7 separate regions of the Mus musculus genome follow, and regions 1, 2, 3, 4, 5 and 6 are each linked to region 7. Evidence: chromatin contacts called from public ChIA-PET and HiChIP or PLAC-seq data. All regions are on one chromosome and are shown on one strand. The core of a region is the stretch at or near the end of the contact, and the rest is flanking DNA. Distances in the headings are between cores, read along the strand shown. Region 1 overlaps Zswim2 (zinc finger SWIM-type containing 2). Region 2 holds the start of Ube2l6 (ubiquitin-conjugating enzyme E2L 6). Region 3 holds the start of Rtn4rl2 (reticulon 4 receptor-like 2). Region 4 holds the start of D930003E18Rik (RIKEN cDNA D930003E18 gene). Region 5 has its middle 150 kb from the start of Zswim2. Region 6 has its middle 53 kb from the start of Zswim2. Region 7 holds the start of Calcrl (calcitonin receptor-like).

The links. HiChIP or PLAC-seq counts read pairs in DNA pulled down with a chosen protein or histone mark. ChIA-PET counts read pairs in DNA pulled down with a chosen protein or histone mark.
Region 1: an H3K27ac HiChIP or PLAC-seq map of DN3 thymocytes shows a contact between it and region 7, with 9 times the contacts expected there. The contact joins the enhancer-like site here to the promoter of Calcrl in region 7. A contact is called at or near these places in 15 of 39 promoter capture datasets (the C10 cell line, HPC-7-derived erythroid cells, the SN4741 cell line and 8 more), 1 of 484 Hi-C or Micro-C datasets (cortical neurons), 6 of 115 datasets of contacts at active chromatin or transcription factors (the 230-238 cell line, DN3 thymocytes, bone marrow-derived macrophages and 3 more) and 2 of 9 other capture datasets (adipose tissue and embryonic stem cells).
Region 2: a CTCF HiChIP or PLAC-seq map of the NIH/3T3 cell line shows a contact between it and region 7, with 5 read pairs. The contact joins the promoter of Ube2l6 here to the promoter of Calcrl in region 7. A contact is called at or near these places in 5 of 39 promoter capture datasets (cranial neural crest, frontonasal cranial neural crest, pre-B cells and 2 more), 1 of 15 datasets of contacts at CTCF or cohesin (the NIH/3T3 cell line) and 2 of 9 other capture datasets (adipose tissue and liver).
Region 3: a contact with region 7 is called in a CTCF HiChIP or PLAC-seq map of the NIH/3T3 cell line, with 5 read pairs. The contact joins the promoter of Rtn4rl2 here to the promoter of Calcrl in region 7. A contact is called at or near these places in 3 of 39 promoter capture datasets (the C10 cell line, HPC-7-derived erythroid cells and pre-B cells), 1 of 15 datasets of contacts at CTCF or cohesin (the NIH/3T3 cell line) and 1 of 9 other capture datasets (liver).
Region 4: an RNA polymerase II ChIA-PET map of memory CD8 T cells shows a contact between it and region 7, with 5 read pairs. The contact joins the promoter of D930003E18Rik here to the promoter of Calcrl in region 7. A contact is called at or near these places in 1 of 39 promoter capture datasets (frontonasal cranial neural crest) and 2 of 115 datasets of contacts at active chromatin or transcription factors (memory CD8 T cells and pro-B cells).
Region 5: a contact with region 7 is called in an H3K27ac HiChIP or PLAC-seq map of oligodendrocyte precursor cells, with 7 times the contacts expected there. The contact joins the enhancer-like site here to the promoter of Calcrl in region 7. A contact is called at or near these places in 13 of 39 promoter capture datasets (the C10 cell line, the HPC-7 cell line, HPC-7-derived erythroid cells and 7 more), 1 of 484 Hi-C or Micro-C datasets (bone marrow-derived macrophages), 4 of 115 datasets of contacts at active chromatin or transcription factors (acute myeloid leukemia, bone marrow-derived macrophages, large pre-B cells and 1 more) and 2 of 9 other capture datasets (adipose tissue and macrophages).
Region 6: an H3K4me3 HiChIP or PLAC-seq map of bone marrow-derived macrophages shows a contact between it and region 7, with 14 times the contacts expected there. The contact joins the enhancer-like site here to the promoter of Calcrl in region 7. A contact is called at or near these places in 11 of 39 promoter capture datasets (the C10 cell line, the HPC-7 cell line, cranial neural crest and 8 more), 2 of 15 datasets of contacts at CTCF or cohesin (large pre-B cells and pro-B cells), 2 of 484 Hi-C or Micro-C datasets (bone marrow-derived macrophages and nephron progenitors), 15 of 115 datasets of contacts at active chromatin or transcription factors (the 230-238 cell line, CD8 T cells, the HPC-7 cell line and 10 more) and 3 of 9 other capture datasets (adipose tissue, liver and pancreatic islet).

Annotation. Positions count from the first base shown.
Region 1 is chr2:83,927,487-83,931,631 of GRCm38.p6, reverse strand. All of the region lies in intron 3 of Zswim2 (zinc finger SWIM-type containing 2), which reads left to right. Among named protein-coding and RNA genes, the nearest start is that of Zswim2, 12 kb to the left of the region's middle. Within about 2 kb of position 1,956, at least 77 of the 459 cell types and tissues checked have an H3K27ac peak or open chromatin away from gene starts, as enhancers often do. A contact at or near this core is called in DN3 thymocytes, bone marrow-derived macrophages, effector CD8 T cells and 2 more, where this site is marked.
Region 2 is chr2:84,796,404-84,800,115 of GRCm38.p6, reverse strand. It overlaps Ube2l6 (ubiquitin-conjugating enzyme E2L 6), which reads right to left and starts at 1,288. Exons shown (of 4, transcript NM_019949.2): 1 at 1,184-1,288. The coding sequence starts at 1,210.
Region 3 is chr2:84,884,217-84,888,106 of GRCm38.p6, reverse strand. Rtn4rl2 (reticulon 4 receptor-like 2) reads left to right here and starts at 1,415. Exons shown (of 3, transcript NM_199223.1): 1 at 1,415-1,445. The coding sequence starts at 1,415.
Region 4 is chr2:84,838,372-84,842,470 of GRCm38.p6, reverse strand. D930003E18Rik (RIKEN cDNA D930003E18 gene) reads left to right here and starts at 2,263. Exons shown (of 2, transcript NR_165656.1): 1 at 2,263-2,723; 2 at 2,818-3,621. It overlaps Slc43a1 (solute carrier family 43, member 1), which reads right to left and starts at 1,845. Exons shown (of 14, transcript NM_001083809.1): 1 at 1,466-1,845. The coding sequence starts at 1,697.
Region 5 is chr2:84,092,971-84,096,759 of GRCm38.p6, reverse strand. No RefSeq gene overlaps it. Among named protein-coding and RNA genes, the nearest start is that of Zswim2, 150 kb to the right of the region's middle. Within about 2 kb of position 1,824, at least 16 of the 459 cell types and tissues checked have an H3K27ac peak or open chromatin away from gene starts, as enhancers often do. A contact at or near this core is called in bone marrow-derived macrophages and oligodendrocyte precursor cells, where this site is marked.
Region 6 is chr2:83,991,984-83,996,142 of GRCm38.p6, reverse strand. It overlaps the pseudogene Gm13691. Among named protein-coding and RNA genes, the nearest start is that of Zswim2, 53 kb to the right of the region's middle. Within about 2 kb of position 2,007, at least 119 of the 459 cell types and tissues checked have an H3K27ac peak or open chromatin away from gene starts, as enhancers often do. A contact at or near this core is called in the 230-238 cell line, CD8 T cells, the HPC-7 cell line and 11 more, where this site is marked.
Region 7 is chr2:84,422,934-84,426,842 of GRCm38.p6, reverse strand. Calcrl (calcitonin receptor-like) reads left to right here and starts at 1,577. Exons shown (of 16, transcript NM_018782.2): 1 at 1,577-1,773.

The DNA.
Region 1 (4,145 bases), core at 707-3,206, 500 kb after region 7:
TTCTATCTCCAGCGTTGCCTCACTTTGGGTTTTCTTTATTGTGTCTACTTCCCTTTTTAGGTCTTGGATGGTTTTATTCAATTCCATCACCTATTTGGTTGTGTTTTCCTGCAATTCTTTAAGGGATTCTTGTGTTTCCTCTTTGATGTCTTCTACCTGTTTGGTTATGTTTTCCTGCAATTCTTTAAGGGATTTTTGTGTTTCCTCTTTAATGTCTTCTACTTGTTTACCAGTGTTCTGTATTTCTTTAAGTGAGTTATTTAAGTCCTTCTTGATGTCCTCTACCATCATCATGAGATATGCTTTTAAATCCAGGTCTAGCTTTACAGGTGTGTTGGGGTGCCCTGCACTGGGTGAAGTGGGAGTGCTGGGTTCTGTTGATGGTGAGTGGTCCTGGTTTCTGTTAGTAAGATTCTTGCGTTTACCTTTCGCCATCTGGTAATCTCTGGAGTTAGTTGTTATAGTTGTCTCTGTTTAGAGATTGTTCCTCTGGTGATTTTGTTACCCTCTATCAGCAGACCAGGGAGACTAGCTCTCTTCCCTGAGTTTCAGTGGTCAGAGCAGTCTCTGTAGGCAAGGTCTCCTCTTTCAGGGAGGTGCACATTTATCTGGAGTTTGGACCTCCTCCTGGCCGAAGCTGAAGGCCCAAAACGGGATCTTTCCCAGAAGCTGTGTTGCTTTGGCCTGTCATAGAAGCCTTTGTTTCAGTAGTCCACCCTCTCACCTGTGTAGACTACTTTCCGTGGAGTCCCGGAACCAAGGTGGCCCCCGAGGAACGTGAGGCAGAAGTCTCTCGGGCTGGGCAGACACCTGTGCTCTGACCAGGAAGATGGCCGGTTGTCTGGAGCCGAAAATGGCGTCGCCTCAGAGGCTCTGTGGCTCTCGCCCGTTCCAGAAGCTGCTGGCCTCTGTGTTCCACACTCTCACCTGCAGACCGCCCGCCACGGAGTCCCGGAACCAAGGTGGCCCCCGCGGAAAGTGAGGCAGAAGCCTCTTGGACGGGCGGACCCCTGTGCTCTCATCAGGAAGGTGGTCAGTTGTCTGGAGCCGGAAATGGCGCTGCCTCAGAGGCTCTGTGGCTCTCGCCCGTTCCAGAAGCCTCTGTGTTCCACATTCTCACGCGCAGACCGCCCGCCGCGGAGTCCCGGAACCAAGGTGACCCCCGAGGAAAGTGAGGCAGAAGCCTCTCAGGCCCGGCGGACCCCTGTGCTCTCATCAGGAAGGTGGTCAGTTGTCTGGAGCCGGAAATGGCGCTGCCTCAGATGCTATGGTGGCTCTCACCTGTCCCAAGAGCTGCTGGCCTCTGTGTTCCACACTCCCACCTGCAGGCTGCCCGCCGCGGAGTCCCAGAACCAAGGTGGCCCCCGTGGAAAGTGAGGCAGAAGCCTCTTGGCCAGGCGGACACCTGTGCTCTCACCAGGAAGGTGGTCGGTTGTCAGGAAGGTCATTTAAATTTTTTAAATCAAAACTTTTACTTAGGCAAATTCATCCCCCCAAACTATTATAAATATATTTTAATTTTATGTTAATAAATTGACACTGGTGTTTTCACATGTAGTTTCCTCTTGGTGTCTTAAGTTCACATAGTCTTTCAGAAATGTCTCCTACTTTTTACAACTCCAGCTGTTAATTTTGTATTGCTGATTGCTGCTTAGCCACAAACCAACATTTCCAGCTGCCTTCTGGAAAGCTCATTTTGAAGGCCCCCCACATACATGTTAAGCAGCAGATTTCCCTGATCCCTGTTCCCCTTTCATATGCCAGATGTCACATACTGTCTCAGTCACTGTCCTGTTGCTGTAAAGTGACACCATGACCTAGGAAACTCATAGGAAAGAAGGCATTAACTTGCGGCCTGCTAGCAGCTTCTGTGATGTATCCCATTACCATCAAGCAGGCAGACACTGCAACAGTAGTGGAGAGCTACATCCTGATCTGAAAGCAGAAAGACAGACACTAGCCCTGGCATGAAACCTCAAAGCCCTCATCTAGTGACACACTTCCTCCCACAAGGCCACACCTACTAATCCTCTAATTCAATCAAAGAAGACTCCCTGGTAACTAAGCATTCAAATACGTGAGCCACCCACTCTGACTTCCCCTTTTATTTCCTTGCTGAACCTAGAAATCATACAATTCTTCATTTGTCTCCTCATATTCTTCTTCCGTGTCTAGCCATTCTCCCCACCCTGTGTATTCTACACCCTGCCTTTTCCTCAGGTTTCCTAGCTGTGGTGTTCTTCCCATTATTCCACCAGCTTACCTCTGACCTCTCCACTTCACTGTTTATGCCTCCTCTGTCACTCTGTAAATCCTTTCCGCATGTTGACAAGGTTGTGTGACCTCACACATGTGTTCTTCTCTATTTCAACACTAAGTGACATGTTGACTCTCTCCAAAAGTCTCATTCTTGCTGACCTTAATACTGTCTTTCCATAATATATTCACAAGCTTCAATGTTTCGGTTGTAGAACAGAAAAGTAAGACAAGCCATATGTGAAATTTTGTAGCTGCAGTTTTATAAGAATCAAAAGGAACTGAGGAAGAATGGAAAAACATATTCTAACAATATGGCAAAATAAACTGTCACTGTCTAATTGGAATAGATATTAGAAACACTATTCTCTCATTTTTATTTTGTCTTCAAAATCTAATGTGTTTTAAACTTCTCAGGCTCTGTACTCAAGCACTATATTTCAACTGTGAACATTTGATCTGCTTGTGGTCCAATGTATGAAAATGTCATAAGGAAATTTATTACCTCATTGCTAACTTAAAGATAAATAACAAGGCCTTGTTGGACATCAGTGGGAGTAGCGACCCTTGGCCCTGAGGGAGTTAGATGCCCTAGCGTAGGGGAATGCCAGGGCTAGAAGGCAAGAGTGGGCAGGTGGGTGGGGGAGCACCTTCATAGAGGCAGGAGGAGGAGGGAGGGGATGGGGGTTTCCAGAGGGGAGACCTGGAACGCGGCTAACATTTGAAATGTAAATAAAGAAAATATCCAATAAAATACAAAATAAAACAAATAAATAACAAAAAGAAAATTTGACTTATATAATTCCCAAGTCATCACAAACATACTCATAAAAACATTGTTAACTGCAGATGATCAGCGGTAAACATAACAAAAATTTTAATTCATATTTTTTCAGTCATATTAGCTAAGTCTAGGCATATGACAGTTTCAATGGCCAGTGGCTAAAATATTACACAGTGTCTAAAATACTACATTTACTTAGATGTAAAATATTACATTTAAGTGTGTGTATTAGGTACATTCTCACTTCAAAAGCAGCATTTAACTATTGATTGTTCTAATATTTCATGTACTTTGTACTCTGTGAAGGCAAAAGCCTTTATTTTTCCATGCGTACAGAAAGTATTAAATTAGTAAATTATTTATATCGACTGTGTACATTAATTTTGAAACTTTATACTTCCTAACTGAAATAAATATTTTGAACATTGAACTCTGTTTCTCCCAAAAGTATATTTCTACTCAAACTTAAATATATCATCCAGTGGTTTCTCTTTAATGCAATGGTGTATGAAGCCATCTGTTAAATTATTCATACATAAATAAAAACATATTTTAAAAGAAACTTTCAAATTTCCACATAAATATATCCAGAATTTTTATATGCTGCTTTTATGATTATAAATACACACACATATATGTATATACTAAAAATGTAAAACTACAAAGACGTATTTTGTTTGAATTCTGTATTCTGCCTTTCCCACACAATTTCTATCACTTTGTATTTTCAATTCTATGTATTTGTTGTAAATTTTCCAAATGGCTACTGTTCCCTGACTATATATAGCATATGAAAATTAACCTATTATTCAATATTTATTTCACTTCTACTTATTGTATTCCTTTGTATGATGCTTTTTTGTTTTAATTTTGGAGCCTAGAAAAATCATTAATTTTTAACAGTCATATTAAAAATTTTTGTTTGCTTCTCATACGGATTACTCTTTTAAATACTTGCACTGGTTTGCCATGAGTTCAGAAGTGTATCAATATTATTACGTGGTTTTAGGTTCATGTTTAATAGAACATAAAGATATTAACCACATATTTAAGTCTCTACAAGAAATAAACATACAGAGAAACATTTTGACCTGTTAATATTACT
Region 2 (3,712 bases), core at 39-2,538, 370 kb before region 7:
GGCAGAGGCAGGCGGATTTCTGAGTTCGAGGCCAGCCTGGTCTACAAAGTGAGTTCCAGGACAGCCAGGGAAACCCTGTCTCGGAAAGAAAGAAGGAAAGAAAGAAAGAAAGAAAGAAAGAAAGAAAGAAAGAAAGAAAGAAAGAAAGAAAGAAAGAAAGAAAGGGAGAGAGAGAGAGAGAGAGAGAGAGAGAGAGAGAGAGAGAGAGAGAGAGAGAGAAACATGAGGCCAGCAACCATCCCTTCTGTCTCCTGAGGAAGCCTTCCCCTCAATTCTGCAGACTAGAGGAGCACTTCGGGGAGACTCAAAGCCTAGCGGTACCAGCCCTGGCTCACGAGCATTTCTCCTCCACGATCTCTAATCCTGGCTCCATTCAGCGGTCTAGACATTCCTAAGGAAACTGCCCTTTTTTCATTCTTTCAGATAGTACCAAATAGTGTCTCATAGAAATGAACGTTCAAACGGAACAAGATTTCTGTTCCTTTTCTGCTCCTGCTGCCTGGCACTGGGCTAGTACAAAGTAGGCGTTTAGTAGCTGGAGCAGGACTGCATACAAATAACCTACTCAGAGCATAAATTGTTACTTCTCATCCAGGAACTAGTCTGTACGTTTTATTTCACGGTCTGTCCATTCACCACCCCACCGCCCAACATCACTCTTCTGTGGCCTCGGGTAATGTAGGTATCAAATTATGGGTGTATCCACTAGGCGGAGCAACAGAGCCCTTCCTGTGCCTTAGATAAGTTCCACTAATAAATTTCCAGCAGAAATTGAAAATGAAACCAGTTTGGAAAGCCCAATACATTGGAAACCATTTGGAAAGACCAGTTCATTCTCGTGGCCAGTACAGCTGATGACAACTTTTTTTGAAGCTGATGACAACTTTTTTTTCCAGACCTTCTCAATCAGGCCCCCTCCCTTCCTCCTCTCTTTCTCCCTCCTTCTCGCGCGCGCGCGCGCGCACACACACACACACACACACACACACACACACACCGCGCCTTTCTCCTCCCATTTCTCCATTGGGAAAAGGTGAGGATACCTGAGTTTCAGCCAGCCCTGGTACCCAAATAACAAAAAAAGCTCAGAGAGCAAGGGGGCAGGGGAGGGTTAGGGCAGGGCGGAAAGGTTAGGGCAGGGCGGGAAGGGGCACAAGGAAAGGGTCATCCTACATAGGCTTACTTTCGCCACTCGCTTGCTGGCCATCATCTCGGGTTGGAGCGTGGGGCACCAGCAGATTCCAGCAGGACACCGCTCTCTGAACTGCAGCTCCCGAGCCCCGCCCACGCTCCACTCCACCCACACCGACTCTAGCTGCAAAGACCTGCTCCCCACCCCTTTGGTGGATATCTGGAGGCTGCAGTCGAGTGCCCAGCTTGGCGATCTCGTATCTCAGCAACTCATGCTCCTTGCAGATCAGAGACTACGTCGGTGGAGCGCACTGCTCCTCTTGGTTCCTGCATCTTGCGGGGTACATCTCGTAGAAGCCAGGATGGGATTCATCTCCAGCCTCTGTCAGCTCCCCGGACGCTGAGAGCAAACTCGCCCAAAGCACAGATGAGATACTCTTGATGCAAAGTAGCTCCGGGGCAGGGCTCTCTGCGACCTCCGCAATGGAATTGTGAACCTACCACCTCTAAAGAAAGTCTCAGAATCCTGGGCCAAGTCACTTTGCCTTTGTGGGTTCAGTGCTCCGTTCTAAAAGAGAGTGGGGGGGGGGGGGTCAGTATAGACTTTATGTCCTCCGAGGACCGCTCCCTGAGTGGTACAGTCCAGCAGATGGGCAGAAACGCAGCGATGCTTCTTTTAGGTTGCTTGGTGCCCGAGCACCACTAGAGGACGCTGTTGGACTCATTCGCTTTTATTTTGGGCGTTCTGTGTTTTACTCTACTGAACACATAGAAAGTGTCTGCTGTGTGGCAATTTGGGAAAACGATGGGTGGCTGAAGCCTCGAGATAGATTTCAGGAGCCTATTATATTTTATCACCAACTGATTACAAACTATGGAACTACTGTGTGTCCAAATGAACAGCCAAGAAGTCTCTAGCCCTCTGCGCAAGAGTAAAGACCCCCCTCATCCCAGCTCAAGTCGAGGCCAAGGTGTAATAGCAGCCCCCAGCCTCTGGAAGAAGTTCTAGAGTTAGAAGGGAATCCACCTACCTGCCTCACCCATTCCAGCCCAGAAATTAGCATATTTTGAAGCCCAAGATTTTGACCCAGTAGGTCACATGATTTTTATTTTCCTGTCCAGGAACCAAATATCTGCTCTGCTTACATATAGGATGTGCTTGAAAAATGATTCTGGGGCTGGAGAGATGGCTCAGCAGTTAAGAGCATTGACTGCTATTACAGAGGTACTGAATTCAAATCCCAGTAACCACATGGTGGCTCACAACCATCTGAAATGAGATCTGACGCCCTCTTCTGGTGTGTCTGAAGACAGCTACAGTGTACTTACATATAGTAAATAAAGTAAATCTTGAAAAAGAAAAAAAGATTCTGGGTTCTTTTTTCAGTTCAATAACTTTAACCAGATACCTTCTAAATGCCAGCAATAAGCAGGACACCATCAGCAATCCCTAAATATAGTTTGGAGATAAGGGCATTTGAACCCATTTCTGGTTAGTAGTCTTAGTTAACACCAAGTGCCAGGTACTATCGATGGAACACATCAGATGGAGAAATTGTGGTGTTTGTCCTCTGAGGGGCTCTCAAGCAGTTGAAACACAGAGAGAAAATTTCCCTTCAGTATTTTTTACTTATTTATTTATTTATTTATTTATTTTCTATATATGAATAAATTGTAGCTATCTTCAGACACACCAGAAGAGGGCACCAGATCTCATTACAGATGGTTGTGAGCCACCATGTGGTTGCTGGGAATTGAACTTAGGACCTCTGGAAGAGCAGTCAGTGCTCTTAACAATTGAGCCATCTCTCCAGCCCCAGTATTTTTTTTTTAAATACCATTTTGTGTTGTTCAGATTGGTCTTAAACTTGATATGCAGCTAACAATGGCCTTTAATTTTTTAAAAATCATTTAATTTAATTTTATGTGTATGGATTCCTGCCTGCATATATATCTGTTAACTACCTGCATGCCTAGCAGAAGCAAATGAGAGCATTAGATCTTCTGGAACTGGGGCTAGAGACAGTCATCAGTCACCATGTGGGTGCTGGGAATTGAACCCAAGTCCTCTGGTCCTCTGGAAGATCAACAAGTGCACCTCCCCACTGAGCCATCTCACCAGCTGAACCTTTAATTTCAGGATTCTTATGCCTCCGTCTCATACCCTAAGACATGGGATCATGGATGTGCACTGCTTTATCAAGTGTTGTGCAGTGCTGAGGATTGAACCCAGGGTTTTGTGCACGCTAGACAAACACTCTACCAACTGAGCTGCATCTTCAGCCCAGAAAAATGTCCATTCAAGATCTGTGTTATACCTAAGCCTTTGTTCTTGCCCAAGCTATGGCATGGGTTATGCTTGTGGTAAGATAGAATAGGCAATGAATGGTCATGGCTGTAGGTAGAAGGCATGAGAAGCCATTTGTTAGTGTGATTACATATGGAAGATGGGTTTAGTGATGAAAGGGAGTGTGGGGTGCTTATATACTTGGGGGACAGAGTACAGATGATGCACAGCAGTGAAGGACCCCACTCCCAAGCCCCTGGCTTAGGGGAACTTTCTACCTGCGTGTACACAGGC
Region 3 (3,890 bases), core at 166-2,665, 460 kb before region 7:
TTGGACTGACCAAGACTAGGGCGAAAGGCGTTGAGGCTTTTAAAATAAGGCGCTGAGGTCAGGGATTGGCTGACTCCGCCAGGATAGAGGCGTCTAGGGACCCTATGAGGCCCCTATCCGCCCCTTGGTAAGAAGAGGGTTAGAAGTTTTTGTGAACCAGCAGTCTGCTACCACTTTTGGATCCTCTTCTGCCCTCTGGCGAGAGATAAGAAATCATACCCTTTGGGACATATCACGTAAATACACGCGCGCACGCGCGCGCGTTCACACACGCACACAATTCGCACGCACGCTCAAACTTACACCCATTTGTAAAAAGCTTTAAGGTACATACAACACACCTGAACATTTATTCCCTTCTCCTCCCATCCCGAACTCGAGCGCGCAGAATTTCACACAGCCCTCGCGTGGCTCAACCAGAGCAGAAACCAGCGAGCACACACTAGTACTCCCGCCCTGGTCCTGGTTCCCGACAGGAATAAAAGGCCAGCACTCAGCTACACCTGCCCAAGCGTCTGCGCGCGCGAGCACGCGCACATACACTTGCTCACACGAACTCCTAGACACACTGGTCCTATAGCTATGCAAACCGCCCTGAGGGTCTAGGAAGAAAAGAAAACGTGACATTTTGCAGTCTTTAAGGGACGCAAACGATCGCGAAGGGCAGGGCAGGAGGAGGGGCGCTGAGTGGGAAACTGCTCTGAAACTGCATATCTTCTGGGAAAGTTGGGAAATCCTCACCCTGAACAAGTCAGGGGGTGGGGGTGGGGAGGGGACTTAACACTACTGCATGCGCGCGCGCGCGCGCACACACACACACACACACACACACACACACACACACACACACACCAAGAAGGGATTTCTCTAAAGGCATGGCGCCGCAGAGGCTACGGGAACACAGCCTTCCCGATCTCCCAAGGTTGGGAGGGGGCCGGAGACTGAGTGGTCTAGATGGAGAACTACTCCCTCCTCCTAGTAGCCAGCAAAGGGTTAAACCGGCAGGCCGGGAAGCGAGGGAGGAGCCAGCGAGTGCGGGAATGGGGGGGGGGGGGGAGCGCTTCTTCGCTGTCCCCACTCTCCCTCGGCGAGCAGCCGGGGCGCACGGACCGACCGACTAACCGACTCCCTGCGGGGCCGCGCTGCTGAAGGGGCGCGGACACCGGGTGTCCAGGGTCAACCCAGCCCTTTCCATCCCGTCGTGCCCCGCCCCGTCCCGTCGGGGCCGATGGCTCCTTCCGAGGCACGGAGTCCGGGGGGCGCAGGGTAGAACTCCGCAGCCCCGCTACGTAGCCCGGGACTCCCCGGGTCCTTACGGAGCCCCGCGGAGTCCCCGCCGTCTGTCCGGCGGGATAAGGGAGCGAGTGGGAGTGCCCTCCCCCCCGCCGCCCCCTCCCCCGATCGTCGAGACAAGATGCTGCCCGGGCTCCGGCGCCTGCTGCAAGGTAGGGACACCGGCCGGCGGGAGGACACTAGAGAGAGAGGCGCCCCTCTCCTTGGGCACGAGGGTGGGGCAGTGAAGGGGGTGGGGTGGGTAGGGAGCAAAAAACCGCTTAGCGCGGGAGCGGCGCCTCCGCCCCCAGAGCTGCCAGCCGCAGGAGGGCACTGGGCTTGGAGCCTGCGGGAATGTGCGGGGAGCTCGTGACCAAGGGGGGACGCGGAGGGCAGACCGAGCTGGCTGGGAGGAGGAGAAAGAGGCTCAGGTTCTGTTGTCCCGGCTCCACCTGCTCCGGGGGGACGCTGAGGACTCGGGCCGGCTGGGGAAGCGCCGACTCAGCAACTCCTCGTGCCCGGTGTCTCAGCACTTTCCAGTCACCTGGGAAGACAAGCCATGTGGGTAGGGGTCTGCCTGGGAATGAAGGGGGTAGAGAGAGATTCCCCAATGGCCCTGCCTAGTCGCATAGATGGAGGGGCTAAAAGGAGGCTAGTTCCGAGCACTGAGTGACAGCCAAGGGTGTGGGCTGGAGACTGGGGGCGGGGAGGGTAGGGGTCGGAGGGAGGAGGGGAGTCAGGATGAGAAAAGTGTCTAGGGAGGTGGGGGTGAGAAAGAGGAGGTGGGGGGCGGGATAAAGGAGGGGTAGGAGGAGGCATAAAGGTTAGACGACCAGAAACTGGGGTCCAGGGGAAGACCAAGGAAGAGGGAGGAGAGGGTGACCAGTTCAGGAGAGAGGTGTACAGGGGCATAAAAAGCTAGAGGGGAGCGGGGGGGGGGGGGGAGATAACCGGAAGGGTGAGGACTGGGGCTCTAGGAGATTGGAATGGAAAGGGGATGGGAGGACTAGAAACCAGCGGAAGCTAGTGAGGAAGGATAGATGTAAGACTCAGACACCAGGAAAATGGTCACCAGGGGTGGGGGCCGGGATCCCTACGCGGTAGAGTGATTTGAGACGGATTAGGATGTCAACAGAAGCCAGAGAAGGAGATGGAAGAGAAGCGATGGTGCCCAGGGAGTAGACAAAGAGGCTCTGGTAACCACTTCCACGTGGGAAGCTCTCCATTCCAAAGCGCCTGCCTGGTATAGCCCTTCTCTCAGGAGTAGCTGCTGGGCTAGTCCAAAGGACCCTGAGCTCGGGGTCTGGGTTAGAGCTGAGGGAAGGAGCGTGAGCACTTTGTGTGTGGGGGTGGGGGGCAGCCTCCTTGGGGTGGGTACCTGGGCTGCCTCAGCGCTGCCATTTATATCTCCAAGCCCCGACGTCGGATCCTGCCGCCCCACAGTAGCTGCTTATTTTGGGGTGTTACATTCTGGCAGAGTGAGAAGCTGTTTGCAGCAGCTTTAAAGCCTCCAGTCACCTGCATCGGTGCCTCCTCAGGCCCCTGCGTCACTGGTATGCCATCGCCCCCCTGCCACTCCCAAGGCCCCCCACCTCCTCACCCTCTGCCCCCTCAGCATCTGCCTGGCAGGCCCCTGGCTCTTCTCTGAGGCAGCGTTTGAGGTGTGCAGATGGTGCTTGTATTTAGGACCCAGCACCTTCTTTCTACAACTAGAGGCCTGTCTACTTTTACTGGGACATCTCTGCCCTATTATGGTGCACCCTGGTTCCTGCCTTGGACACTGCCCCCCACCCCTTCCTCCTCAAGTTTCTTATTCCCAGGGGCCTCTGGCCTAACGGCTGGCACAAGCTGAGAACTTTATCTCAGATCCTGGGTACTCCAAGGTCTGGCAGCCCTTGGGCTTTGACCATGATCCCTTGGTGAATGGATCCTTTTGGCTCTGGGTACCTTAGCCTTCCGGGGATCAATATCATGTTGTAGTCTCTCTCCACTCCCTCCTGTGGCCAGATCTGGCTATGCCTTTGGTCACTGATCACCTCTTCTTGACTCTCAATTGTGCTGTGCTCTAGAGTAACCAGAGCCTGGAACCTAGGAGTGGAAATCTATGGAGAGAGCCTATGTCCATCCTGTCCTGTCCCCACCCCCACCCCGTGACCCTGACCCCCGACCCTGAACAGCTAGTATTGTGGTTGTTCCAAGACTGAGCATCTGGGCACAGTACCTATATTCCCTTTACCTCTAGGCCAGCATATCTTATTGAGAAGGTATGATGGGGGAAGGGGACTCTGAAAGAAAGGTCAGAGCAGGTCCTTGGTCCACAGTCCAGTGTGTGCTCTTTCAGCTCTGGGTCCCACATTACACTTGGACTTCAGAGTGAAGTCTTCTTCCCTTCCTAGAAAGGTTGGGGCCTTTGTACTATTGATCTCCCCAGGGGCCATGACAGGTTGGGTTCTGTGGATAAAGAGGGCAGCATGCATAAATGGAGTACTGGCATGCAGTAAGGGCTCAAGAGTAGATTGAGTCCTTCTCTGGTCCCATACGCCATTCATGTTAGGGGGTTAACAGAGGGTGAGGGAGGCTTGCAGAAAAGGCTTCCCTCTGCCTTGACTGCAAGGAAG
Region 4 (4,099 bases), core at 1,014-3,513, 410 kb before region 7:
AGCCACTGGATGGGTTATAGCAGACATCAAGGCCACCAGACAACAAAGGGATGGTGCTCTCTAGTCTCCAGAGAAAGCTCAGAGGGATTTGAATCTCCTGTGGGTGGGGGTCCCTAAGGACCCACCTGGTCCTCTCAACCATCCTGAAATGCAAGCCTATCATTCCATTTCAGACTTCTTCCTCAAGGAATCCACCCTGCCTTCCTAGGCCTCACACTAACTCCATCATCTCCAGCCCCAGCCCTCTGTAACTGGGGCCAGGCACCTGGGCTGAGTGCCATAGCTGGGTGCAACCCACTGCTTCCTTAGAGATAACTTCAGCAGGGGTGGGGCAGCCCCACAGTATAGCTGGAGCTGCAAGTAAGGATAGATATCAAGACCTCCTCACCTCCACCCTCAAGGAAATGGTTTTCCATCCTCCCACACTCACAGGCTAAGCAATGAGGCAACAGGTTGAGCTGAAGAGTCAGGAGAAGCCAGAAGGACATTCACATGTGTGTTGAGACTTAGTCATCCAGGGAACTGATGTTACTATTGTTTCTAGGTAATGGACACTCAATTTGCAAGGAACTCACTGGTTAAATGAGATGGAAGCCGGGATTCCAATCCCTGTTGGCCTTCTTTCCACAACAAGGATGTGGGGAAAGAGACAGGAGAGACATCAAACTGCACACCACACAGCCCCTTCACTGAGCACAACACTCTCCTTTCCAGAAAAGAAAAATATCCACCAAGTCCCAGTCACTAAGTGAGGCGCTCCCTCCCTGACGGACAGATGCAGACAGGCAGCCTCTGGCTGCACTAACTATTCTCAAAGAGTTTAGAATTCCCACTCCAGGTCCGGGTCACTTTACACAAGACCAAGGTGATTGGTGTGGAAAACAGAAACAAACGCTCCACAAATATCCATTCTAGAGGAAATAAGGCTTTTAACTTTGTACAAAAGGGATGATTTGTAGACCTGGGAACTCCAAGGTCCTGAAAAGACCAAGAGTATAGGTCCTTCACGTCCATTCTCCAGTTTGTGTACTTCTGTTTGATCTCATTAAGAACTCTCTGTGTATTGGTGATGTAGTTCAATGCTTGCTAGCACACACACACAAAAGACCTGTTTAACTTGAGCATTCCTTATCCAGGTAGGTGCAGAACTTCTAAGAGTCTACGGACTACTCTAGACAGAAGGTTGTCATAGGCAATCAGTCTCAGGATATGTATGCCTAGTGGGACTTTGGCTTTCACTCATCACTGAATCAGAGAATCCTGACAGAGTGGCACCTGAAGTTTGAAGAGATCATGAAGTGAGGCTGTCCAATTCCTAGCTGCCCAGTGTTCCGGTCTTGGGCAGCCCTGCTTTGTCGCTTTGTCTCTGCCTGACCACCTGTCCTTGTTTTCCAACTTCCTGCCTCCTCCTTCTACCGTCCCTCGCGGTCTTCACCTCCCACCCCCACACCCTTCTCAGATATACCTGGGCACAGGCTGGAATAGAAGCCTTCCTTCTTGAGCATGATCAGCAGGGAGGCCCAGCCCAGGAGCACCGCGGAGAAGAAGAGGTTCTCCACCACAGCGGTGCAAGCCATCCACCAGCGCCTGCGGTACGCCTGCTTCAGCGTGGGAGCCATGGTGGCCGAGACTCTGCAGAGAAACAGAGCGCTCAGAGAAGGGCTTCCTAGCGGCCCTTGGGAAGGGTACTCCATCATGGTGGCTCCTGAGACCCCTGGAGCCAAAGAGATGGAGCCTTCATGGAGGCCCCATAGAGCCCGGTGCTGCGGAGCTGGCTCCGCGCGCTCTGGCAGTGCCAGGAGCGAACGCGCCACTGGCCCGCAGGGCGCTATCAGGAACCAGAAAGGTCTGGTCTGAGCGAAGCAACTTCCTGGCGCGCTGCCGGGCTTGCCTACCCGAGCCAGGGCGCCCCGATCCCGCTCCAGGAGACAACCCCCCAAGTTCCCAAAGTCTCTCAAAGTCACCAAGGGGCACACCGTGCTCTGTAGCCACCTCTGGCCCACAGCTAGCCAGCCTCTAGGCACCAGATCGGATTCTCAGAAGCGAGCAGGAGGCGGAAAGGGAAGTCTGGGGCTACCCCGAGACCCTCTATTCTAGTTACGCCTTTCATTCTACTCCTCCTCTCCAGAGCCCGGGTAGAAAACTTCCTCCCGCCTGACACAGCCGGCGGCGCTCGTCCTGTCTCCTGGGCCAATCCCACGGCTGCCACGTGGAGGGAGACCCTGGGCGGGCCCCGTGGCGCCTCCGCGCGCCCCTCATTCCGCCGCGCGCCTGGGAACGCGCCAGCCCCTCTGTCCCTGGGAGGGGGCTTGGGCTCCGGCAGGAAGTCCGGTGCCTGCAGACTTTATAAGGACATACTTTATAAGGAGGCAGATGGGGTGGCCGGCGGGCGGGTGTGTTTACCAGAGGGAACGAAGAAACCCGAGCCCTCCAGGGCCGCGGTAGCCACCGCCAACAAGGGAGGCGATCTGACCCGGGGACCCGAAGCAAGACCCGGGCGAGCCTAGAGGAAATGATCAGGGGAAGAGCAAACAAGAAAGACGAAGAGAAAGAGACCCTTCTCTAGGGGGTGGCCCAGCCCCTCATCTGTGAAACGGGGCTTTTGAATCAGGGATCCCCGAGGTCCCATCCTATAATGACAACCGTGGTTCTAAACAGAGTGGAAGAGAAGAAGGGGAGAATGAAGGGGTCGGACAGAGGGAACAATGTGCCCAGAGACTCAGGTAACGGACGCTTCACAGGGACCTGCAAGTGTGGCTGGGTGACTTTGAGCTGCGCTAGCTGCTCACCTGTCCCCGACAAACTTGCCTCCCGCAGCTGTTGACACCCGGAGTAACACAGAGTCTCCCCGGCGCTTCCACACTCCGGATCTCCTGAGACCCAGGATCCCAATTCCAAATCGCATCCACGCGGGGTGTCTTCCCTGCGTGCCAGACCCAGCGGGCCTCGGAACCGCCGGTCTCACCTCGTCTGCGCCCTCGAAAGAAGCAGTGGATCTGGGAACCGTCCTGGCGCCACAGATAGGTGAAGCCGGGAAGCCAGGGCATGGACTACGCGATCTGCGGAGTTGATAGCTGTATTTACAGGCGTTGGGAGCAGCGCCCCAAGGTGGGGGCGGGGGTTCCCGTCCTTCCCCACCCCTTAGGTCGAGTTTCATGCACACGTGACTCGCCTGTTGGTCCCCAGATACTTTTCTTACCCAGTGCGCCCGGGGCGCCTAAATTTCCACTCTCGACCCCCAGCTTCTCTGTTGACCCCCTGAACTAACGTTTGACAGCATTCTCTACATCTTTGTTCAAAACAACCAAAAACTTGGCTGAAGTTAAACTGGATGCTGGAAAGGCTAGGGTGGGGTCTTGAACTGTGAAGTTGAAAAGGATTCTTTTCCAAAAGAGTCGGGAACTCTTTTGGAGTTTATATGCTCCAGTTAAGAGTCTGCATTTTGAAAGCTGTCTAGCCCGAGTTACCTTGGGCAACTTAATCTCTCAAAGCTTGTTTCCTTCTCTATAAATTTGGATAACAGCATTTGCCGGCCTGTCAAGAGGAGATAGAATTAGGATGCAGTAGTAATTAATGCTGGGTACACTTGACTTGGTGAGCATAATAAATGTTCATTGTTGCCGCTGTTGTCATTATTTCGCAAGATTCAGTGATCAGGTGCTTCCTGTCGCTAAATGATTGATCTTTTGGTAAACCATTCAGTCCACCTGGCCTCAATTTCCCCATCTGTAAAACAGGAACGCTATTCAGTACTTGTTTGGACAGATTAAGGAAGTAATTATGCTGCAGGAAAATACGGGTACGGGTTAACTCGGTGCATTAAGAGTGAAAAGGACGGACCAGAGCTGGTGGTGCACGCATTTCATCCCAGCACTCAGGAGGGAGAGGCAGGCAGAGCTCTCAAGTTTGAGGCCAGCCTGGTCTCAGGGCAGCCTGGGTTGTTACACAGAGAAAACCCTGGGGTTGGGGGCAGGGAGTGGGAGGTGTGGCTGGTAAAATGCTTGCTTAGCATGTCTAAGCCTGAAGGTTTGATCTGAAGTACAGCACAAAGCAGGGTTAGTGGCACGCGTCTGAGAGGTAGGGGCAAGGGGGATCAGAA
Region 5 (3,789 bases), core at 575-3,074, 330 kb after region 7:
GAAGATTTTTTTTCCCCAGTCTGTAGGTTGCTGATTTTTCTCAGTGACTATGCCCTTTGTCTTACATAAACTTTCTAGGTTCACGAGGTCCCATTCATCATTTCTTGAGCCATTGGAGTTCTGTTTAGGAAACTTCCCCCTGTGCCAATGAGTTCAAGGGACTTTACCACTTTGTCTTCTATGCCCCTTCATGTTAAAAGTATTGGGGAGATCAGGAATTCAAGGCCCATTCTTAAACACAATAAAAAGCAATTTACTGCAAACCAACAGCCAATATCCAATTAAATGGAGAGATACTTGAAGCAATCCCACTAAAATCTAAAATCGGGGACAAGATGAGGATGCCCAATCTCCCCATTCTTTATTCAATGTAGTACTCTAAGTTCTAGCTAGAACAATAAGACAAAAAAAAAAAAGAGATCAAGGGGATAAAAATTGGCAAAGAAGTAAAGGTATCACTATTTGCAGATGATATGATAGTGTATACATAAGCGATCCCAAAATTCTGCCAGAGTACTTCTACAGCTGATATACAACTTCAATAAAGTTGCTGAATATAAAATTAACTCAAATAAATCAGTAGCCTTCCTTCCTTTATATAAATGATACACAGGCAGAGAAAGAAATTAAGGAAACAACTCCCTTCACAATAGCCACAAATAATGTAAAATATCTTGGGGTAACTCTAACCAAAAAAAGTGAAAGATATGTATAACAATAACTTCAAGTCTCTGAAGAAAGAAACTGAAGAAAATCTCAGAAAATGAAGAGCTCTCCCATGCTCAAGGATTGGCAGAATTAACATAAAGAAAATGGCCATCCTACCAAAGGCAATCTGCAGATTCAATGCAATCCCCATCAAAATACCAGCACAATTCTTCAAAGACATGGAAAGAACAATTCTCAAATTCATTTGGAAAGGCAAAAAAACCCAAAATAGTGAAAACAATTCTCAACAATAAAAGAACTGGAAAAAAGAAAAAGAAAAAGAAAAAAAAAAAAACAATAAAAGAACTGTTGGGGGAATCCCCATCCCTGATCTCAAGCTCTACTACAAAGCAATAGTGATAAAACCTGCATGGTGTTGGTACATAGACAGACACATTGATCAATGGAATAAAATTGAAGACCCAGAAGTAAAACCACACACTTACGGACACTTGATCTTTGACAAAGAAGCCAAAAATATACCACAGGAAAATGAAAACACCTTCAATTAATGGTGCTGGTCTAACTGGCAGTCTGTATGTAGAAAAATGAAAATAGATCCGTGTTTGTCATCTTTCATAAAGCTCAAGTCCAAGTGGATCAAGCACCTTAAAATAAATGGTTCTTAATTAGCTTATTAATTTCATTAACAGTGAAACTTACATGGTTTTGTCAGTTAATGATTTGAAAATAAAACAATTCCTCTTTTTAGGACAAATTCCCAAAAAGTATTTTTCTGCTAATGAGAACCTAAAACTACCAAACTGAGAAGAAAGGCAAATGAATATTTTTTTCATACTACAAGTATTTTTAAAAATCAGTATTCTTGAAATCTAATAGAGCACTTTGCAGAAACAAAAATACACAAAATGTTACTATAACTATACAAATATTAAAATGACTTTATCAGTGCAGTAATAACCAGAATCATTTGTCACTTTTCATACCAAGTAAACCATGAGAACAAAGATGTGTGGGAGCGTGTCCTCAAAGGAAGTGCCTCTGTCTGCAGGCTGTTTGTAATCAACTACCTACCAGTTCACTAGCCTTTGGGTAGTGCAGGAACACTCACTGACTCACTGACTTATGGAGAAGTAGCTCATAGAGACAGACTCTGAATAACCAAAGCAAGAGTCAGAATGGATGGTTTCTATTCCCCTAATAAACACTGACTGTTCTTTGGCCATAGAAACAAGTAGCCCTTGATCCAAGCAATCAATGACAGCCTCACACCAGTACACAGTCTTTTGTGCTTTGTTCAGTGACACTGGTGTCTTCTCAAGCTCAGCTTTCCTGAAAACAGTAAAATCAACTTTCTGTTTGAGGTTCTGAATGGTGGTTGTGCCTTTAAACAGGTGGCATGTATTAAGTTAAAGGAAAGAAGAGTGTATTGGTTTTTTTTTTTTTAAATATAAGAAACCTTAAGAAATGTACCTTGTAGAATGAAAAGGAGTTTCTAGAATGGAAATCATGGTTCTGCTTTTAATTTTAAGTCAGCATAATGAGCAGAAAAGAAAATGAATGTAGTGTAAAATTGAATTTGCTATTTAAGTAAGCACAGAAGCAAATGATAAAAACTAAAGAATTATACAATGAGGTAAATTAGTGTTTAAAAAGCCAGAACTTCTGGATATTCTATAGCCAGTCTTTTCTTTTCTTTTTTTTTTTAAATTGAAAATAGATTTTTCTTCTCAATAACAGATCTGGATCATGGTTCCTTCTCCCTCTGCTCTTCCCCGTGCCTCCCCACCTCCATCCCCACCTAGATCCCTCCCCTCTTTGTCTCTATTAGAAAATGAACAACAGGCTTTTGAGGCATAAAAACCTAATAAAATGTAATGAGATTTTAAAAACCTAACACATCAGAATAGTACACAACAAACAAACAGAAGGAAAAAAAAACAAGAAAAGGTACAAGAAACATAGAAGCAGAGACACACTTGTTCACACACTCAGACATCCCATAAAAACACAAAGCTATAAGACATTTTTATGTGTGATATAATTGTGTGTGTGTGTGTGTGTGTGTGTGTGTGTGTGTGTTTAAGTATTGACATGAGACTATGAGATGAAGAGCCTCCAAAGATGTCACTGAGTTTCTTTTTCTGTTGGTCATTGTACTGGCTAGTTTTGTGTCAACTTGACACAGCTGGAGTTATCACAGAGAAAGGAGCTTCAGTTGAGGAAATGCCTCCATGAGATCCAACTGTAAGGCATTTTCTCAATTAGTGATCAAGGGGGAAACGCCCCTTGTGGGTGGGACCATCTCTGGGCTGGTAGTCTTGGTTCTATAAGAGAGCAGGCTTAGCAAGCCAGTAAAGAACATCCCTCCATGGCCTCTGCATCAGCTCCCGCTCCCTGACTTGCTTGAGTTCCAGTCCTGACTTCTTTCAGAGATGAACAGCAATGTGGAAGTGTAAGCCGAATAAACCCTTTCCTCCCCAATTTGCTTCTTGGTCATGATGTTTGTGCAGGAATAGAAACCCTGAATAAGACAGTCATCTACTGCTGCACACAACAGCTTACCCTTAAGAGTAGTTGGTTTCCTCAGTGAGATCCTTATGGCAGCAACTGAATTTTCATTTGCAAAGGGTTATCAATTAGAGACAGCTTTGGTTCAGGGATGGGTCCATGTGTTCACTTCTCCTTTTGGCACAGAAGAGAGAGAATTTCGGTCTTATTAGTAAAGAGCTGACAGGATAAACACTAGTCAAAGACATTCATTAATTCCCAGCTCATTAATAACAAAGGAAAAGCTCCAAGAATGTAGTCATGATATAAACCAAGACTTTCTCTTTAACTTTACCCTGTTTTCTAAAAGTCTTCATGTTGTGTTTCTCTCCCTAGGAAGACATCTATTCAGCACAAATAGGGAACCAATGACAGATGAAAGAAATGACAGCGTAAGTCCAGTTAGGTGAAGCAATGAGTCTTGGGCTTCCTTATAAGAACATGGGTGAGGAATTGTTTAAAGAATAGGAGGCTTGTAACATTTAGAATACTGAAAAGTCTTACTCCATTCCACATTTCATATACTCTAGCACAATCCTCCAAGAGTATGTGAGGCAGAGGCAGGTAGGG
Region 6 (4,159 bases), core at 758-3,257, 430 kb after region 7:
GGAAAAAAGACAGCATTTTCAACAAATGGTGCTGGCACAACTGGCTGTTATCATGTAGAAGAATGTGAATTGATCCATTTCTATCTCCTTGTACTAAGGTCAAATCTAAGTGGATTAAGGAACTTCACATAAAACCAGAGACACTGAAACTTATAGAGGAGAAAGTAGGGAAAAGCCTCGAAGATATGAGCACAGGGGAAAAATTCCTGAATAGAACAGCAATGGCTTGTGCTGTAAGATCAAGAATCGATAAATGGGACCTCATAAAGTTGCAAAGCTTCTGCAAGGCAAAAGACACCGTCAATAAGACAAAAAGAACACCAGCAGATTGGGAAAGGATCTTTACCTATCCCAAATCAGACAGGGGACTAATATCATATATATATATAAAGAACTCAAGAAGGTGGACTCCATAAAATCAAATAACCCCATTAAAAAATGGGGCTCAGAACTGAACAAAGAATTCTCACCCGAGGAATACCGAATGGCAGAGAAGCACCTGAAAAAATGTTCAACATCCTTAATCATCAGGGAAATGCAAATCAAAACAACCCTGAGATTCCAACTCACACCAGTCAGAATGGCTAAGATGAAAAATTCAGGTGACAGCAGATGCTGGAGAGGATGTGGAGAAAGAGGAACGCTCCTACATTGTTGGTGGGATTGCAAGCTTGTACAACCACTCTGGAAATCAGTCTGGCAGTTCCTCAGAAAATTGGACATAGTACTACTGGAAGATCCAGCAATACCTCTCCTGGGCATATATCCAGAAGATGCCCCAACCTGTAAGAAGGACACATGCTCCACTATGTTCATAGCAGCCTTATTTATAATAGCCAGAAGCTGGAAAGAACCCAGATGCCCCTCAACAGAGGAATGAATACAGAAAATGTGGTACATTTACACAATGGAGTACTACTCAGCTATTAAAAAGAATGAATTTATGAAATTCCTAGGCAAATGGATGGACCTGGAGAGCATCATCCTGAGTGAGGTAACCCAATCACAAAGGAACTCTCACAATATGTACTCACTGATAAATGGATATTAGCCCAGAAACTTAGGATACCCAAGATATAAGATACAATTTGCTAAACACATTAAACTCAAGAGAACGAAGACCAAAGTGTGGACACTTTGCCCCTTCTTAGAATAGGAAACAAAACACTCATGGAAGGAGTTACAGAGACAAAATTTGGAAGTGTGACGAAAGGATGGACCATCTAGTGATTGCCATATCCAGAGATCCATCCCATGATCAGCTTCCAAACGCTGACACCATTGCATACACTAGCAAGATTTTGCTGTAAGGACCCAGATATAGCTGTCTCTTGTGAGACTATGCTGGGGCCTAGCAAACACAGAAGTGGATGCTCACAGTCAGCTATTGAATGGATCACAGGGCCCCCCAATGGAGGAGCTAGAGAAAGCACCCAAGGAACTAAAGGGAACTGCAACCCTATAGGTGGAACAACAATATGAACTAAGCAGTACCCCGGAGCTCTTGACTCTAGCTGCATATGTATCAAAAGATGGCCTAGTCGGCCATCACTGGAAAGAGAGGCCCATTGGACTTGCAAACTTTATATGCCCCAGTACAGGGGAACACCAGGGCCAAAAGGGGGAGTGGGTGGGTAGGGGAGTTGGGGGGGGGAATGGGTATGGGGGACTTTTGGTATAGCATTGGAAATGTAAATGAGCTAAATACCTAATTAAAAAATGGAAAAAAAAAAAAGAAAGTTACTGTGAGATGAGTCAGGGCCAAGTCAACACAAAGCTGACACAAATGATGCTGCTTTAGGAGTCAGTGAAGGAAATGGTTAAAAATGCTTGCAAATGACACAATGTCTTCTAAGGAGCAAGAGTATCATACCTTACCGCCTGAAGCTACTCAATTACCGCTCATATCCTTTAAGGCATATTTATAAATGAAACAACTGAAAGAGGAAATGTTATACGTTTGATCTTCCCATAGTTCAAATGTTTTTCATAACCTCCAGAAGAGAAAAGCCACCAACTGAAAACCCTCAGCTCAGAAGCAGGAAGTGCTCGAGTTACTGTCTTTCCTGAGCTGTGTGGGGTTGGTTTTTTCTTTCCTAGTTCCCTCGGTGGGGTCCAGCAGCCAAACTTTTTACACGGCTGACTCTAATCAGAATGGTTTTTAAAAATTAGGCAGAGAGTGATTATTGCAATACACAAGATAATTGCATTGTCGAGTTTCAGTTTTATACATCATCATTCAGGAGACAAGTAAAAGCTGTTTACTACAAACAAGCAATGACTAAATGGTCGCCAAGACATTGCGAGTGGTGCTCTGCTGACACCCAGTGGAATAAACATAGACATAGACTCCCAGCGCTGCTGGAGAAGTCATTGCTGTCACCTTCTACCCAACAGAGTCACATAGACACACTTAGTGTCAATTCAGTTACTTAAAAGAAATTGAAAAACAGAATCCATTGAATTTCAAACAATACTTCACCAAAGTCCCTGCTAAGGACAATGAAAATTAGCTTACTCAAAAGCAAACAGTAGATTTTATTTTTATCAAAATTCTAAATTAAAAACTCATTTACTAAAATAAAACAGTCCTTCACTTTCCACATTCTGTCATCCATTTTTTTTTCAATGAACATTTGTTCCTTTTATTCACAAAACATAAGACTTACCCTTTTGTTGAATCCCTTTTCTTTATGATTTTACACAAAGAACCTTGAGATATATCAATTATAAAACATGTCAAAAAGGAAACATCTTCAAAATTTACAAACAGGTACTTTATACAAGAGTTCTCTATAAAATTCATCAATGTAAAAAAGACACTGAACTAAATTAAGTGTAAGACATGTTCAGTTGTCATTAGGATTATTTCTGTGTTGTTGGAGACTTTTCTCTCCTCCGGTCCTGACTTCTCTTTGACTCTCTAGACTGTTCAGGGCGTCTGCTAGGCTTTTCCCAGCGTCTCTCTGCACCGTTCTGACACCTGGCGTCGTCTCCCTTGTGACCAGAATGCCTTCTACTCCTCTCCCTTGACTTGGAACGATCTTTTCTTCTAACATTATCACTGTCCTGATTTCGGCTTCTTTGCTTCTCATTTTCAGAGAAAGAATCTCTTCTCTCTCTGCTTCTTCTTTGGTTCGCCATGCCTGTCTTCTGGCTCTCTGTGTGAGCCTTGTTCTCGGCCATTGCCAACTCTGCTGTGACTATTCTCATGGCTTCTGTCATCTATGTGCTTTGCTAGGGAATCTCTCCAGTCTGCATCTCGTGAGTTCTGAGCTCTGTGTCTTTCAGACCTTGCTCTCTCAGTCCTCCCTTCCTGGTGCCTTTGGTCCTCCCTGCCTCCTTGCCTCCGCTCAAGTGCCTGGTGGCCCCTGGCTAACTTATCAACTTCTTCGCCTCTGGCCTTCCCTTGTCTCTTCTTTCTTGTACCTTTAGCTGAGGTAGAGCTCTGAGTGCTGGAGGAGGAGGAGGAGTCGCTCGCTTCACTAGAGGACTCTGAGCTGCTTTCGCTGCTGTCAGAATCTGAGTCAGAGGAATCAGACGCCGAGGAAGACTCTGAAGATGAAGATGTCAGGGCTGTTTTCTTTTGTTCAGCTTCTGGTTTCTGGGCTACGATGACCTTGGGCGTATTTTTCAGATGTTCTCGCAGTTCATCCGTCAATCCTCCGAGACCTATGGAAGTGAAGAAGTTGATGGCAAACCGAGTATTGCGTGGGTTGTCTCTGGGTAACAGACCTTCAAAGAATGGCTGGAGAGTTTCATCCTTTAACCTCGCATTCAGTTTAGGAAGACCCATGTATTCACACAGTTCCTGGAAGAAGATCTTGACAAAAATTCGACTAGACGATGTCGTGGTCTCTTCACTCAGTTTTATACATTCGAGAACACTCCATGGAAGTGAATCTGTGTATAAAAGGTGAGCAAACACCTTAGCAACATTTCTCAATTTGTTTGTCTCTAAGCGATGGATGGTGTCGTACTGTTCCTTGAATATACTTTCAAATGATTCCATGTATTCCTTTTCCAGCATACAAAACCGCCCAGCTAACAAGCCAAAAAAATTTTCATAGGTCCTTTGTTGGGCACAGCAATCAAGTATCATGTTGCAGAGTTCTTTTGTTTGGCTCTCTGCAAACTCCATTTTCAGCAACTTGTGTGC
Region 7 (3,909 bases), core at 328-2,827:
CCACATCAGAACTCTGTGGTTTCACCCAAGAATGTGTTTTACTGTTTTTCTGATTAATGAGTTATTATTTTAGGAGGCAGTAGTGATTTATAATGCTGACTTTTCACCCCATGAGCTGAAGGAAACAGCACAGGAAAATATAATTCAACAGTTCCCTATAGAAAGCAAAACTAAAGTGTCCACAAAGTAACTTCCCAGTTTATCGCCGTCTCTTAAAACTACATTGTGTAGTTCAGCTTCTTACACAGACTTTCCATTTTCAGTGATGGAGATGGTCAATTATGTCCCATATTTCTAAACGGATGCATCCTATTCTATATCCATATACAGAATTAAAGATTCTGCAATAAATCTCCTCCATGGATCAAGATAGGAAACATTTAAAAATGGCGGTGTCTTTCAGGAACACGATATCCAGAGATTCTGCACCCTGTGTCTTTAGTGCGGTTCCTCATCTGCTAGGACTTTGAGCTCCTCATCTGCTACTTGGTTGTAGTAGCTTCGCTATTCGTCTGTTCCTCCAAGGTGAAGCAGCAAGATTGTAGTAGCTAGTTAGAACTTGCCATTTTCTAAATGTTATAAAATATGTTGATTCAAAGTTTAAACAGACAAATTATATTATTTTATCCATCCTTTCCAGTTTATACGTGAGACATTTGATGCAAAGATCATGTGACTTTTAGTGCTGTCTGGCTTCAGGAGTTATGATTATTGCCAAATCTCATAATTTATCATATTATATAAAACTAACAAGTATATTTCAGGTTTATAGGCTTTTTTTCCTGATCATACGCAATGATTTCTTACTTTATGATATAATTATGTTTAGAGGGAAAACTTTTTTTTAAATTGAAGTTCATTTATTGTATGAAATTATTTCATAGTATCATGTTAAACTAAAGCCACCTTTCCTTGAAGGTTATTTTGAGGTACAACTAGTATAATGTTTAGATTATATAAAATGATATAATTATGTCAGATATTTAAAAGTATGTACAATGATTTCATACTCTATACACAGTCTGGCTTTACAGGACATACAACTCAGGAACTCCTAGAAAGGACAGCCCGAAGCCTGTTCATCTTCTCATGCAAAACTGGTTGTGGAGTTGCATCAGATATTAGTGCTCAAAATTGAGTCCGAATTAGTAATTCTGATGCTCAAAATTCCATGCACATTTAAGAAAAAAAGATGTGACTGATAAATTGTTCCTGGTTGTTCTGTGAACCTTAATTCGACACACACCCACACTCCTAACTCCTTTGATTCTTTTACACCAAGATCGCCTTCAAATCCCAGGCAGCAAGTTCTAACAGAACTCAGTCTAGGTGAAAGGCAGCCAGCTTTTGCTGGTAACAATGTGTTCATACAGCAAAGGATCTCTGTCTGTTCAGGCTGCTTCTTGCTCTTGTCAGAGTGAGAAGGGAGTTGCTGCTCCTTTCCTGGGGTAAGCTATTTGAGAAAGAAAGTAACCTAACACTAAGTGCAGGCGGGGCGGGGTGATGTAACAGGAAGCTGTGATGTTTCCCTTCTGCTGCTGATCGCTTACAATCTGACAACACTCCCCATCTACTCAGAACAAGCCCTCTCTTCGCAGCGTGCACTTCTGCCTTAGGACCGGCGGGCTCTGTTGCCTGGACCTCACGCTGCCTGCAGGACCACATTGCAAAGCTTTCCACACCTCGCCTCCGGGAAACTCTTGTGCAGTATCTCAGAAAATCAAACTCCCTCCTGAGACTATTCCCACAGAATTTCCTTAGGAGCTGTGCCAGGTAAGTGTATTATTCAAAATAAACGTATGTATTCTCAGCACTATTCTTAAGTATTATGACAATGTTTCTAACAAGAATTTAGTAAGTGGCATTGAAATAATGTTGAAACCGCTTCATTTAGTCTACAAAGGGATACTAGAGAGTCTTACTCCAGAATGCATACAAAATGTACTACTAGTGCATAAGAGTATTTACAGTGATACTTTAGAAAATAAATTTACCAATTATTAACGATGTGAGCGGGCTATAAGGCAAGTTTCTGAACAAATACCTTAATCAGGAAACAATGCCTTTTTAAAGTTAGTTGTACTACCAGCTCAAGTCCTGACAGCTGGAAAACATTTGCACCCCAGGAAGGGTCTTTAAATTTTCCACATAATCAGTATTCTAAGGAAGGGATGGCAGAAGACTATGGGGTTCCAGAGTCTTCCTGTGTGGCTGAACACAAAGTTGGATTAAGAAGAAAAGCCACCGGCTTGGACTTCTGTTTGCTTTCCGCTTCTTTTGACATTTACACCTCTAACTAGGGAACCAATGGAATTTTCATTGTTCTTTGTTGCTAGATTTGTGTAAATACCCCATTTTTGGTTTTCCTTTGTTTTTGTTGTTGTTTGTATTGGGTTTTTTTCTTTTGGGGGGGGTGTTCATGAATTGTCTCCACTGTATTAAGATCATGGGTGTCTTACAAATAAGGTAAGGGGAAAACAAAAACAAGACAAAACAAACAAACAAACAAACAAAAAACCCAACCAACAACCAACCAACCATAAACCCCACAACTGCCCAGGGTTAAGAAAATGTAGTGATTTCTACATTACTTCATGGTTTTTAAACTCTTAAGCTTAGAGTTGTGTTACTTCAATTATACTGGAAACTTGTGGGGGAAGAGTGTGAAAGGAGTCTCCATAAATACATAAACAGAGGCACGATAAGCAAGTGGATTAGCTCATTAAGCAGAGGAATTAAATTAGATTTTCAGCTATGATGCTGAGATGAAGCAGCTGCAGGTCTCTCTTGCCACAGTACAGACTGTCCTGAGAATCTAAGGAGCTAGTGCCTACTTAACAAGTGGCTGTCAGAGCGGCATCACAGGTTATTGCTAAGGAATGGGAGATATCAGTTTTGGATTAAAATTGTGCTTATTAGCATAATTTATTAAATTCTACGTTTTCTTACTTAAGTGAAATATAAGCTGCAAGATGCCTTTCAATGCTAGCATTCTGAGCTCAATTTCTAGTAGTCTGGCAAATAAACAAAATATTACAAACTCATCCTGAGTAACTCCTCAGTGATTTTTGGCTCAGTTTCCACATGTTTTTCAATGTAATTGAAACATTAATTTGTACACTTGTAATTTTTAAAAGCTTTGCGGCTGATTTATGTTTTTATTTTATTTTTATTTATACTACCGAGTTCCCTGATGTATAAAAACAGACAAGGTGAGTTTAAGATAGGACTTGTTACAAATAGTCATTAAATAACTGGAGAAAGAAGCGAAATCAGCACATTAAATAACCCAGTGTCATTCATAGGAACAGAAGTTGAAAAGCATTATTCTAAGCCAGATGATTTTCTGAAATTAAGTATTATATTAATAAACTATTGTAAATTAGTACCTCCACAAACTCTTCTGATTTTTATTGAATTAATGTTTCAAAGCATATAACCATCTTGTATGATTTATTTTAATATTCTCACCTATATTTGTAGCATCATTTAAAACAATCCTAATTACCAAAAGTTATAGCAGAAAAATGCCAGGCAATGAATATTGATGGTCATTAGGCAAAGAAATTATCTGAGTTAATAACAAGAACATTAAAATAGGAATTTGTATCCTTCTAGAGTACGTGTGGCTTTTAAAATGAGTAAACAATGTCTGAGAATCAAACCATGTTTTTATCTGCAACATCAGTTTAACTAACTAGCAATATTTCCTTGTAGCTTCAAAAAAAATCAATGGGTATAGTCTTAGGCAAGTTCTAAATACATCAATTAAAAACACAGACTTCACAATAGTCATGACCCACGTGATCCGAAATACGTCTTACCTAAAATGTTCTATTTGTAACTCGATATATTTAGATGGCTATTTGGAGCCAGTACAATAATAACATGTTATCAGTTTTATCTCTG